Regions from separate parts of the Ovis aries genome. Here region 2 is linked to region 1. A link is a contact called in public Hi-C data. All regions are on one chromosome and are shown on one strand. Each heading gives the region's core, a stretch centred on a gene start, on an enhancer-like site or on the middle of the called end of the contact. The rest is flanking DNA. Distances are from core to core; before and after follow the strand shown.

Evidence for each region. A called contact is a pair of places that touch in the nucleus more often than the background predicts.
Region 2: a contact with region 1 is called in a Hi-C map of liver, with 2.5 times the contacts expected there. The contact joins the promoter of CDK5RAP3 here to the enhancer-like site in region 1. A contact is called at or near these places in 9 of 16 Hi-C or Micro-C datasets (hypothalamus, liver, mixed tissues and 5 more).

What each region holds. Positions count from the first base shown.
Region 1 is chr11:38,191,591-38,197,372 of ARS-UI_Ramb_v3.0, forward strand. No RefSeq gene overlaps it. Among named protein-coding and RNA genes, the nearest start is that of MIR152, 18 kb to the left of the region's middle. Within about 2 kb of position 2,526, at least 4 of the 54 cell types and tissues checked have an H3K27ac peak or open chromatin away from gene starts, as enhancers often do. A contact at or near this core is called in liver, where this site is marked.
Region 2 is chr11:38,227,834-38,233,615 of ARS-UI_Ramb_v3.0, forward strand. CDK5RAP3 (CDK5 regulatory subunit associated protein 3) reads right to left here and starts at 2,343. Exons shown (of 13, transcript XM_060394857.1): 1 at 2,317-2,343; 2 at 2,048-2,093; 3 at 206-337. The coding sequence starts at 2,322.

The DNA of each region.
Region 1 (5,782 bases), core at 1,276-3,775:
CCTTCCTGGCCGCCGGGGATCAAGATGAGGCCTTTGGAAAGGCCGGCAGGAACCAGATCTAGCTGAGCTCTGCAGTCCATTCCTAGAGATGCCCTCCACCACAGAGCAGAACGTGGCCCCTGTCGGTGGGGTGGGCGGACCTTGAAGGGATGAGAGGGTGAGAGACCCTAGGAACTAGGGGCAGTTATGCTGAGAAAACAGGGCCCCTGATGAATACAGTGTCCGCAAAACCAGACCTCTTGTCCAACACCCCAGATTTGACTCCATTCAGCTGGAAGTTGGGGGTGGGGGCTGAAGGGCTCAGACAATGAAGAAAGCCTAAACTTTGAGATAGGGAAAGGAAGTTGGGTGATTTTGGGAGAAGAACAGCTGAGGAAAGTGAAACTCAAAAGATGATTTAGTCAATGTCACAGAGCTAAGAAGTGACAGAGCTGGGTCAGCAGTAAGGGTTCCCTGAAACCCTGCTTACCTCTCCGTATCCTTGTGCTCTCTGCAGAGCCCCCAAATCTAACATTTATACACAGAATTCCCACAACAAGGAGTGCCTTCCTGGGCAATTAAAACAAAATAAAAAAAACAGGGCTTCTGGATTCAAAACCCCAATACAGGTTTTCTTTGCACATTTTCAACCAGATTTATTGAGATATAATTTACACACACTGAAATTCACAAATTTTAAGTCTACATTTCAGTGAGTATTGACACCTGTCCGTAGGTAGGTTGTACAGTTTCTAAGTACAATAACTCCAACTCCAGGGAATCCCCGATAGTGGTGGTTTTAGTTCTACTTCTTAAATTTTTTGGCTGTGCCGTGGGGCATGTAGGATTTTAGTTCCCTTACTAGCGATCGGAGAAGGCAATGGCACCCCACCGCAGTACTCTTGCCTGGAAAATCCCATGGACGGAGGAGCCTGGTAGGCTGCAGTCCATGGCGTTGCTACAAGTCAGATACGACTTCACTTTCACTTTTCACTTTCATGCATTGGAGAAGGAAATGGCAACCCACTCCAGCGTTCTTGCCTGGAGAATCCCGGGACAGGGGAGCCTGGTGGGCTGCCATCTATGGGGTCGCACAGAGTCGGACACGACTGAAGTGACTTAGCAGCAACCAGCAATTGAACCCACGCACCCTGCATTGGCAATTTGGAGTCCTAATCACTGGACCACCAGAGAAATCCCCAATAGTGTTTTTTTTTAAATAATGAAATTAATAAATGAGTGTCATCAACTTTGTTTCCTTTCAAAGAAAGGAAGGAGAGTTTATATACAAAATACAAAATAGCTCCTTGTACAGGTTTCTTTAAATAGGACTCAGGTAAATAGCTCACACTTGTCAGGTTCTGTAAAAGAATTCTGTTTTCTTCACATATGTAATTTATTTTGCGATCCCAACCTCTGTGAGGTAGGCAGGCGTGTCAGCCCTGCTTGACAGGCGGGGAAACTGAAGCCACTCGCGGGGTCCTGGGAGCAGAAGCAGAGAGGTCGGAAACCTGTGGGCTTCACTTTCAATAAAGTTCTCTCTTCTGTGAGAGCACTACCCTGGACCTGCCCTGTCTTCCTGTTTGCTCCCCAGTGAACCCAGAAAGTTTAGTGGAGCCAGCAAGTTGGGGCATTGTGACCGACAAAATGGCCGGGGATGGGGCTACTGGGTATGTGGGTGGGGGAAGGAGATGGAGAACAGACACACCTCCCCAGATTCCAGAAGCTTTGGGGGCACGATTGAAGTGAATCAGAGAAGGTAAGAGCCCTGGAAAGACCTGAAGAACAGAGCCATCAGCCCCTCCCCTCCCCTCTGTGAGGATTAGGATGTAGGGCATCTTGTATGTCACAAGGATGAAACACAAGTGTTTAGGAAGGCTGTAGAAGCATGCCAGGATGCTGGTCCAGGCACATAATGAATTTCTAGGACCCGAGACTAATACTACTTCATCCTGAAAAAATGAAAGGAAAAAAGTGTGGGTCTCTAGCTTTGAACACCTTTTATCCTCAGGCTGCATTTGGAGCATCCTTTAAGTTCTAGCTGAATAAGGTGAGAGAAGCCTAGGTGTAGCTGGTGAGAAAGAGACAGAGGGCCTAGGAAGGCAAGAAGGAAGTAGCAGGGGAGAGACAGGGGCCCGGGGCTGAGAGACAGCCCAAGACTTGGTAAGGCTCTTGTAGGCCCTGCCTCCTGTGTGCACAAGCACCCTCTCCAAGAAGGGGCCCTCCAGAGGAGGCTTAGCTTAAAGCTGAGACCCTGGGCAGCAGCAGGGAAGGGGGACTTGGGGTGTCCCAGCGCAGATCAGCTCAAGGGAGTCCCAGGCTCAGAGTCTACTGCGTACAAGTTGCTTAGAGCTCTGGGTGACCAGAGAGATAAGGAGTTTCCCTGATGACAATCTTTCTCTTCCTTCTCTTTCTGACTTTCTTTTTCCTTCCACTCCGTAAACCTACACAATCTCTTAGGCAGCTGGGATCAACATAAGCTAGGGACTGATCCGTGTACAAGGGAAGTCGGGGAGCCTGGAAACAGCAGAACCTGGGAGAGGAATCTGTGTACAGGGCAAATGAGGGGAGCCTGAAAACAGCTGAATCTAGGGAAATGGGACTGCCTAGTGAGAGAGCAAGGGGGTTCTGGAAACTGCCGAACCCAGGGAGGCCAATTTGTGTACCGGAGAAACATGGGGGAACCTGGAAACAGCAGGATCTGGAGAGATAGTTCGTGTACAGAGGGCAGAGAGAGAGAGAAGCCTGAAAACAGTTGAATCTGGGGAGGTAGATTTGTGTGCAGGGGGAGCAAGGGGAGACTGGAAACCGTACAATCTGGGGAGACAGCAGTGTAAAGTGGAAGCCAGGGCAGTCTGAGAACAGGGGCTCTGGAGGGGAGGGATCTGGGTGGGATTACGGGGGGGAGGGGGGGTGAGGGTGGGTGGAACCTGGGGGATCTGATGAGGCAGATGGGGACAGGGACACAGGCAAGCACAGGAGTGTCAAGAAGGTGGTCGTGTGGAGTGGGGGCCACGAGGAGACCCCTTTCCAAGTAGGTTTGAATTAGATGCCTTTGCAGCCCCTTCTAGACAGGGCAGGGCAAGGGAGCAGATCTCCAGTGGGCATTCAAGATTTCACATGGCAAGAAGAGATGGGTCTTTGTGGACAGTTGCTGCCCTGGTCCTAAATGAGCAAAGCCTGGAATTTCCTAGGGGAGCCAAGGCGGGTAGAGGGGGTGGGATGAGCCAGTTGAATAAGCTGCCTTGCCCCCCATCTTCCCCACCCTTCTCTGAGAGGGACAGGCCTCTTTCTCCCTGTCCACCAACCAGCCTGACCTCTTCCCCCCACTGGTTCGCTTCTGAGTGACAGACAGACAATGACAGAGCTGCAGACAATCGGCTGAGGGAGGGCCCACAAAAGCTCCCTGGCCACCCCCCGCCCCCCAGAGGGGCCCTGAGCTAGCAGGCCGGCGGGAACTGTCACTTCAGTGGAGCGCCTTCAGGTGACAGGCCTTCAGGAGACAGGGTGACATTGGGCTTAGAAAGGCCTGAGATTTTTGGGATTCTGCCTGTGCCTCTTGGAAACCAGTCTCCCAGGCAGTGGCCTCAGCAAGGGGAAAGGGAGGGGCCACAGCGGCCTCACAGCAGAAAGGGAAGCCGCATCCACTGTGTGAGCTGTGGGTCTCCGGCCAGTTATGCTCTCTGTCCGGGTCTCTGTTTCCTCACCTGTAAAATGAAGGATTGGCTCGATCTTTGAAGGCCCCATGACTTAAACGTGGATTTCTGGTAGACAGGAGGGAGAGCACAGAGAGAGCCCAAAGTAGCATTTCTCCTCATTCATTGGCGCTGCTCAGGACTTCACAGCAAACACACCGGGCGAGGGGTGTCGTGGGGGGAGACTGGCATTTTGGATGCTGTAGCAGTGTTGGAGCGAGCTTTCCCAGGCCTAGATGAGGACTTTAACACTTATCACTCCAAAGGGCCCCTTCCCTTAAAGCAAAATTATTTTTTGCTCTAAGCCCGTTGGATTTCCTGGCTGGTGAGCCAGCCTGGAAGGTGGCATCCTCACCCTGCCCCACATGTTTAGCCCTGCTTCCATGTAGGCCTCACCCCAGCCCCGATGTCCTCTTCTTCCTGTGGCTGCTGTTATTACCCTGTTTGTCCTTAAGCCAGGGATGTTTGGGATCTTGTCACAAGGCTCAAAGTCTCAGGGAGAGGACCCTCCTTGCCCAACAGAGAGCTCTCCAAATACCCCAAGGCCCTGAGGGCTCACAACTGCCCCTTACCCACTGCCAAGCCCGAAGAAGCTTCATGTGTACCACTCGCGCAAGGCTGCCTGCTGGGCATGTAGCTGAGGCACCCATAGACCTACCCACCACCAGTCTGGATGAGTGCAGAGTGTACTGGGTATTGATGGGGAGGGGTGGAAGTAACATGGGACTAACTCAAGCCAGGCCTGCATCATTTGAGTAGCAAACACATGCCTCTCTACTCCTCCTCTTAGCCTGAGAAACCAGTGGGTTTAACACAGGGGCACAGCTTAGACTGATGCTCTGATTGTTCCAGAAACCCTCCTCACCTCTAATCTGTTCAGCAGAAATTGTTCCTAGCACTTCCAGAATCAGAACAGAAGAGTCTTGTCCAGGTGGAGGTGGACTAGGGTTGCTTGCCTCATCTCTCCCCCTCCCTCTCTCAGCCCAGGTGACCTGCCTCCGCATACCCAAGCAGGGAGGGGAGGAGGAGTCTCCGGGGGACAGTACTGAGAGCTGGACCCCTGGAATCCAGGGCCACCAAAGATGGCCTCAGGTGCACAGAACCTCTTCCCAAGGGGATCCGATCGTCCCTAAACACAGGAGAGCTCCTCCTCTCTCTCATTTCTCTTTCCTGGCACTATCAAGGAGGTACCCCAGTTTTTAACGAGCCCCAAGGATGTGGGAGCTGGAGGGGTAGTGGGCTGGCCAGAGGAGGGTGGGCTCCGCCAGGAGGCAGGGAGGAGGGGGAGGGGATCTGATTAGAATCCGGGCCGTATGGCGAACGCTGCGGAGATGGAGGTAATCACTGAGCGGGCGAGACAGCATGCTCAGCGACAGCAGGCGGCCGGGCCGTCGCCATGGCAACCGCGGCCTCCGGGGCGCGCTGCTCGGCGCTGCTCCGCGTCCGCTGCGGAACATCTGCTTTGCACTGGGCTGCTGGGAGCCGGGGGGCGCGGGCGCGGCTGCTCCCTCCACCCCGCAAAAAAGAAACAAATTAGGCCAACTGTCCAATGAGGGGCCGCAAATGTATTTATTAATGCGAGGGAAAGGTTGTTCCGGAGCGCAGTTTGATTAATGTTTGAGTCTTCAGCTTGTCAGTCTGGTTTTGTCTCCCGCAAAAGGGGAAAGGGAGGGGAGGGGTGGGGGGCTGGAAGGGGAGTGGGGAGAAGAGAGACAACAAAGCGGGAGGGGATGTTAATAGCCAAATAGGCTCTTTTTCATGTTTCCCTCAGCCTGCCACCCTTGATGGATGGCTCAGACAGAGACCGGAGCGCATCAGGGAGACGCGAGCCCCTCTGGAGAGCTGGGGGAATGGAGGAGAGAGGGGGGCTGCTGGAGCCTGGTTGGGGTCTGCCGGGAGGGGTCTCCCGGAGGGTTGTAAGGAAAGGAATGGCCCCAGGAAACAGGCAACTTCTGGAGAAACCCGAGGACATTTTCATCAACTGTTTACAAGTCTGCCCTGTTTGCAACCTCGGGCGAGACAACACCGGAGGGGGAGGGTAAGGGTGAGGGTGATGTCCCCTCCGGATTGCATGGAAGGCAGAGAAGCTTTCGCCCGTCAGTTAGGGA
Region 2 (5,782 bases), core at 1,093-3,592, 36 kb after region 1:
GACTCATGTATATGCCAGTAACTTTAGAGGGCACAGCTCTCCCCTTCATCATTTTGTGTTGAAATAAACCAGCCTCTATACCCCAAATAAAAGCCTCTCTTTCTTTAGAGGTCAGTCCTATGACTAAAGAAAGAGGAACAGCTCAGCAGATTTATACCACCCCAAGAAAGACGGGGGTCCAGTAATGCAGCCCCGAAGCACTCACAGGATCCAGAGAGCAGCTGGGCGATCTCTTGGCTCTCTGGCATGTCCTGGATGGCGGCATTGATCTTCTCTCGGATGGTCAATACTAGACTCTGCCATTTCAGGTTGCAGTGCCTTCTATCTACCAGCCAGTCTATAGCAGAAACCCAAATCATAGCATTCCCATGGCCAAAACTGCATCACTGATTCAAGTGAAATATGCTAAGGCATTGGCTAAAAGTTGTACTCATATTGGTTAAGGTGTGGGGGTCACGGGAAGATGGGAATGAAGACAGGCTCAAAGGGATGCTTGGGGCTAAACAGATTCCAGCAACCTAACTTTATCCACAATGTGACTTTATAAAGTAACTGCCTCAACACAGGATAAAGGAAAGCTTTCAATTGGTCCTGACATCAAAGTGACACTTTGGACCACTCTAAATTCTCCATGATATTTTTGCTTCCATGGATAATTATATCTTTCTTACTGCCATTCAATTTCTACTTTCTCAGGGCTGGGATTAACCATGACAATGAAAAACACAAGTCGGTTACACCAAATACCAGATGAATGAACAACTGCAAAGCCCCTAAGGACTAAATAACACTGGTCTACTCTTATCAGCGAAGCACCATCCTGCACACATGGATACCAGTGTGACTGATCTCCTGGATTCTGGGCCAGATCTGTTTTCAGTTGAGGGTATAGGTGGATGAGAGCTATGTACATTTCCTCATAGGAGAGAGCTAAGACCTAGACTTTGTGGTCAGCTGGTCCTGGTTCTAATTACCAACTTTCTTGGGCAAGTCTCTCAACCTCTCTGTGCCTCAGTTTCTCTACATGTAAAATGGGCATGATAAATATACTGAGTACAAACGGTAGAACACTGAACATCATGCCTGGCGCATGGCAAGGGCTCAATGAATTGTAGTGGTCTTCATTTTCATAATGTTAAGCCCATAAAACAGCACTTGGTATAGAATAAACCCTCAATAAATGGTTGGGTTTTTACCAGTCCTTTTCAGGACCAATAACAAGCATATACATCAAGAGTGTACAGGTCCTGAAGAGCTGGGACAAATCCAAAATGAAGTTAAAGACGCTCCACTAAGTGGCCACCTTGCCCTTGTTAAGAAATCTGCTAACTGGTCAAATGCTGGGAGCCCACACTAGTTATCAGTTATATCCCCATTGCTGCACTCCACTAAAATCTCCAAAAACAAAAATTATGTAGATGTCACAGAAGTGGAAGCAAAGGGACGACACAGTCAAACAGATGTCATCTTAATGACACAACTGGCATCAAAACAATTAATTCAAAGACCATTTAAAAATCCAGGAGCTGTGCACTGCCCTAGAGGGGTCAGAGTGAAGAGGCCCTTCCCTGGCTCTGAACTAGAGAGGTGGTATATAGACGCGATACAGACAGCAGGGAGATGGTCTGGCCATTAAAAGGTTTTCTTTTCAACTGGACCTACGTGCCTTTTCCTCCTAAAGTCAAAGGAAAAAATAAAAAGGAAGAAAGTTTTTTTTTCCAGCGTAATACAATACTGGAACCTGACAGACTTAGGTTCTAACTTCAGATCTGCCATTCGGCAGCTGATCATCTTTAAGGCAAGCCTTCAACTCTCCTCTGTCCCTAAAATACATGACTGACAACATGTTATATACGTTTAAATAGAAAACACAGGTCAAGTATAGACTCTATGCATGGTTCCTTCCCGCTCCTTTTACTGAGGCAGGTCCAGCCACAGATGGGAGCACAGAACAGAGCGAGTGGTCGGCGGGTCCGCTGTTGGTGACAGAGGGCCAGGGGGCCAGGTCTCCCCTTGACAGCTAGGTGAGCGGGGGCGCCCCTCCTACCGAGTAGCTTGCTGGTCTGGATGTCGATGGGCACGTGCTGATGGTCCTGGCGGGAAACACGGCGGGGAAAGGTGCGTGAGTGCTGCGAGCTGACAAGCCGCTCGCGCGCTCACTTCATCGCCCCAACCGCCACCCTGTGGGGCCAGCACAACGGGCCGGGGAGGGCGCCCCCGGAGAGAGCCTGAGGAAGCATGTCAGGAAAGGACCGGCTGAACTCAGCCCAGGGGCCCCAGGGCAGCCCCCCATTTCCCCAGCTGCTGTTCCCCCACCTGCATCTTTCCTCCACTTCCGTTTCCGGCCTCCGACCGGGACACGCCCCGCCTACCACTAATCCAGGGCTGTTCTGGCTGAGCCTCGGGTTAGGCACAGATGGGTCTTCTCGGGCCACGTCACCGCCTTCCTCAGAGCCAATCGGGAAGCGCGCTCCATCCCAGGCCTCAAGCCCCACCCACGCCGGGGTTCCGAGTGGCTGAGCCCGGGAAGGGCGGGAGAAGAGGAGCCAGCCAATGGGAGACGCGAGGCGGGCTCAAGACCTGGCAGGAGCTGGGGCGCCCGGAAAGGGCTGCAGAGGCTGCAGAATCCCAGCAGGCGGCGCCCTGGAGCTGATCCCAGTCGCTCCCGGCCAGACAGGCGCGGAGCCCTCTGCGTAAAGATTAACGAGTCGGCCGACAGGGTCCTAGCGCCTACTGAGGAACCTAGAGGTCCTTGATGTTGTTTATTTATTTATTTTTTTAATGATGTCATTTTTTAATTTTGAACATAAGTGGGAAAAAATTTTGAATACAAGAGTAGAAATGCAATTCCAGAGGAAAACATTCCAGTGCATTGTGGTTCTTTGTGGGGTAGAAGATGGTGATAATGCTGCCCATAACTTGATGTTGTTTAGATACGCTCAGTCGTATCCGACTCTTTGCGACCCCGTGAATAGGAGCACTCCAGGCTTCCCTGTCGTAAACCATCCCCTGGAGTTTGCTCAGACTCATATCCATTGAGTCGGTGATGCCATCCAACCATCTCATCCTCTGTCGCCCCCTTCTCCTCCTGCCCCCAATATTTCCCAGCATCAAGGTCTTTTCCAATGAGTCAACTCTTCGCATCAGGTGGCCAAAGTATTGGAGCTTCAGCTTCAGCATCAGTCCTTCCAGTGAATAGTCAGGGTTGACTTCCTTTAGGATTGACTGGTTTGATCTCCTTGCAGTCCAAGAGACTCTCAAGAAGAGTCTTTTTAGAAACGCCCTACTTGCCTCGCTTTACCGTGGATCATGGTTTAAAAGTCTTTTTTGGCACATTACCTTCTCACTGAATTTATGTAATAGACAAGTGTTGAACACCTGCTACGTGTTATGTGATTAGGGCAGGGATGGGGAGGGAGGAGGGTCAAAGGAGGCATCCCAAAGATAACACCTAAATTGAGTGTTAAAAGAAGAGCTGCAGAAAGAGGGAGATGTGGGAGTGGTGTTCCCGGTTGGAGTAGACTGTACAAAGCTTTGCAGGCTTTGCAACGAGGTGCAGGGAAAAACAGGCGGGAAAGACTAGCAAGATAACTACGGGAGTCCCGTGTATAATTAAAATGCCCTTGTTAAAATATATGAACTGGACTTCCTTGATGGTGCAGTAGATAGGAATCCACTTGACACTGCAGGGGACCTGGATTTGATCCCTGGTCTGGGAAGATGCCACATGCCTCGGAGCAACTAACCTGTGGGTCACAATTACTGGGCCCGTGCTCTAGAGCCCAGGAGCCACAACTACTGAGCCTGTGAGCCTAGAGCCTGAGCTTCGCAACAAGAGAAGCTACCACATTGAGAAGCCCCTGCACCACAACTGGAGAGAGTAGCCACCACTCTTTGAAGCTAGAGAAAGCCTGTGGGCAGCAACAAAGACCCAGTGCAACCAAATAAATAAATATATATATAAACTGCATAGGTCTCACACTTATGAAGCTGGCCCTTCAGACAGGCCAGCTTCTGTGCTGTGAAATGTTTGAGGCAGAGGGTGGCTGGAGAAGGGACTGTAAAGGCAGAAGGGTAGTATCATATCATATCATCTCAGGAAGGAACTTGGACTTCACCCCTGCAGGGAGAGAGGAACCACTGGAGGGTTTCAAGGCTTTGAGGCTTGAGGCAAAGAGGGACCTGTACAAACTGACTGCAGAGACTGATGGATTCGTGGGAGGTAAGGCTGAAGGCAAGGAGACTGTTAAAAGGTTATTATGCAAGAGTTAGAGCTTGACCTGACACAGAGGCATGAGGAGGAAGAGAAGGACTGGATTTCAAAGATGGTTTGGAGGAAAATGGACAGGACTTGGCAGTTGGTTGGCTGTGTGGGTGGGGAGTGGGTCAACAGGGTGACGCATAGGTGGTTGAGTGGGAGTGCCCCACCTAATTCAGGGATGCAGGATACTGAGCATCCTGCAGGGGGTGAGGAGGAGGGCATCTCAGCTTTGAACTTGTGGGGCTGGTGGCCCAGGGAGACTCCCCTGTGAGAAGTATGCAAGAGGCACTTGGGTCTGCAGCTCTGGAGTTCAGGGGGCTGAAGATACAGCTTTGGAGAGCTGTAGGCTGATTCATCCGCATCCAGGTTGTGGCTGAAGCTGAGGGAGAGCATGAGATGGGTCCAGAAGTGCAGAGGAGAGAGGGTGGGCAGGGGATCTCACAAGACTGGATGTGCCATTTGGCACCCTTCCCCTTCCAGGTTGTTAGCTCCTCCAGGAGGCTCTGCCTGAGTCATTTTAAGTGACCAACCTCCCCTACCACCTCTGCCCAGAACATCACTTGGGGCTTAGTAAATTTTTTATTGAACTGTGTGATGTGATAGGGCAGTGAGAAGACCTAGATTCCTGCCCAATGAAATCTTGGACCATTTCGATAAGCTCTCTGCTAGCCACGGTTTCCTCCACATGGAGATAAAACATCCTGACCATCTCAGGGTATTTCTATTTACAAGCTTAAATAAACAAACCCACTAGATGTATGTAACTCTTTATAGTTTACAACATACTTTCATAGATTTGTTTTTCTCATTATTTGCAAACTCTCTGTGTGTCTATGAAACATTAATCATTATTGTTATAGAAGGAGTTGAAAGTCTTCCATAAAAATGGCTCATAGGGCAGAACTAAGAGCCTCTTCAGGGCTCTCTCATGGGAATTTGGCTCCCATCGTAGAATCCTGACTCAGGCTATAGGAATGGCTGGAGCTTCCCCATGATTAAACAAACTTACTGGGTTTCAACTATGTGTTCCTAGCTCCCTGGGACATCCCAAGAAGCATGGCCCTGCCCCACCCTCAAGGTGCATCTCTCCTCCTTGAACCAACAGGCAGGGCAGGGCAGGGCAGGGCAGGATGAGTCTGGAAGGCCCAGCCCTGGTAAGGTGGTGGAGGCAGAGACCACCAGCACTTCACCCCCACCCGCTTGCAGCACCCTAGGTGACTCATGCGGAAAGAAGGGTGTTTGAGAACAGCTCTGGCCGAGTGCTAGCGTCAGGGTGGTAGCCCCAGAGAGTGTAGGGGTCCGGATTTTGTGCAGTATCTGCACTGGTTGTCCTTTTCTGAGGCCATCGAGAGGCTCAGGGCCAATGGGCAGGTAAGCACACAAGTCGTCTGGCCTCTAGGGCATCGAGATCCTTGGGGCTCCCATCCTCTGGAAAGTGGCAGAGAGAGGCTGTGAAAGACTCTGACGGTGAATCTCAATTCTCTGCTGATTTAGCAGGTGGGGTGCTGTCGGCGGAGGGGT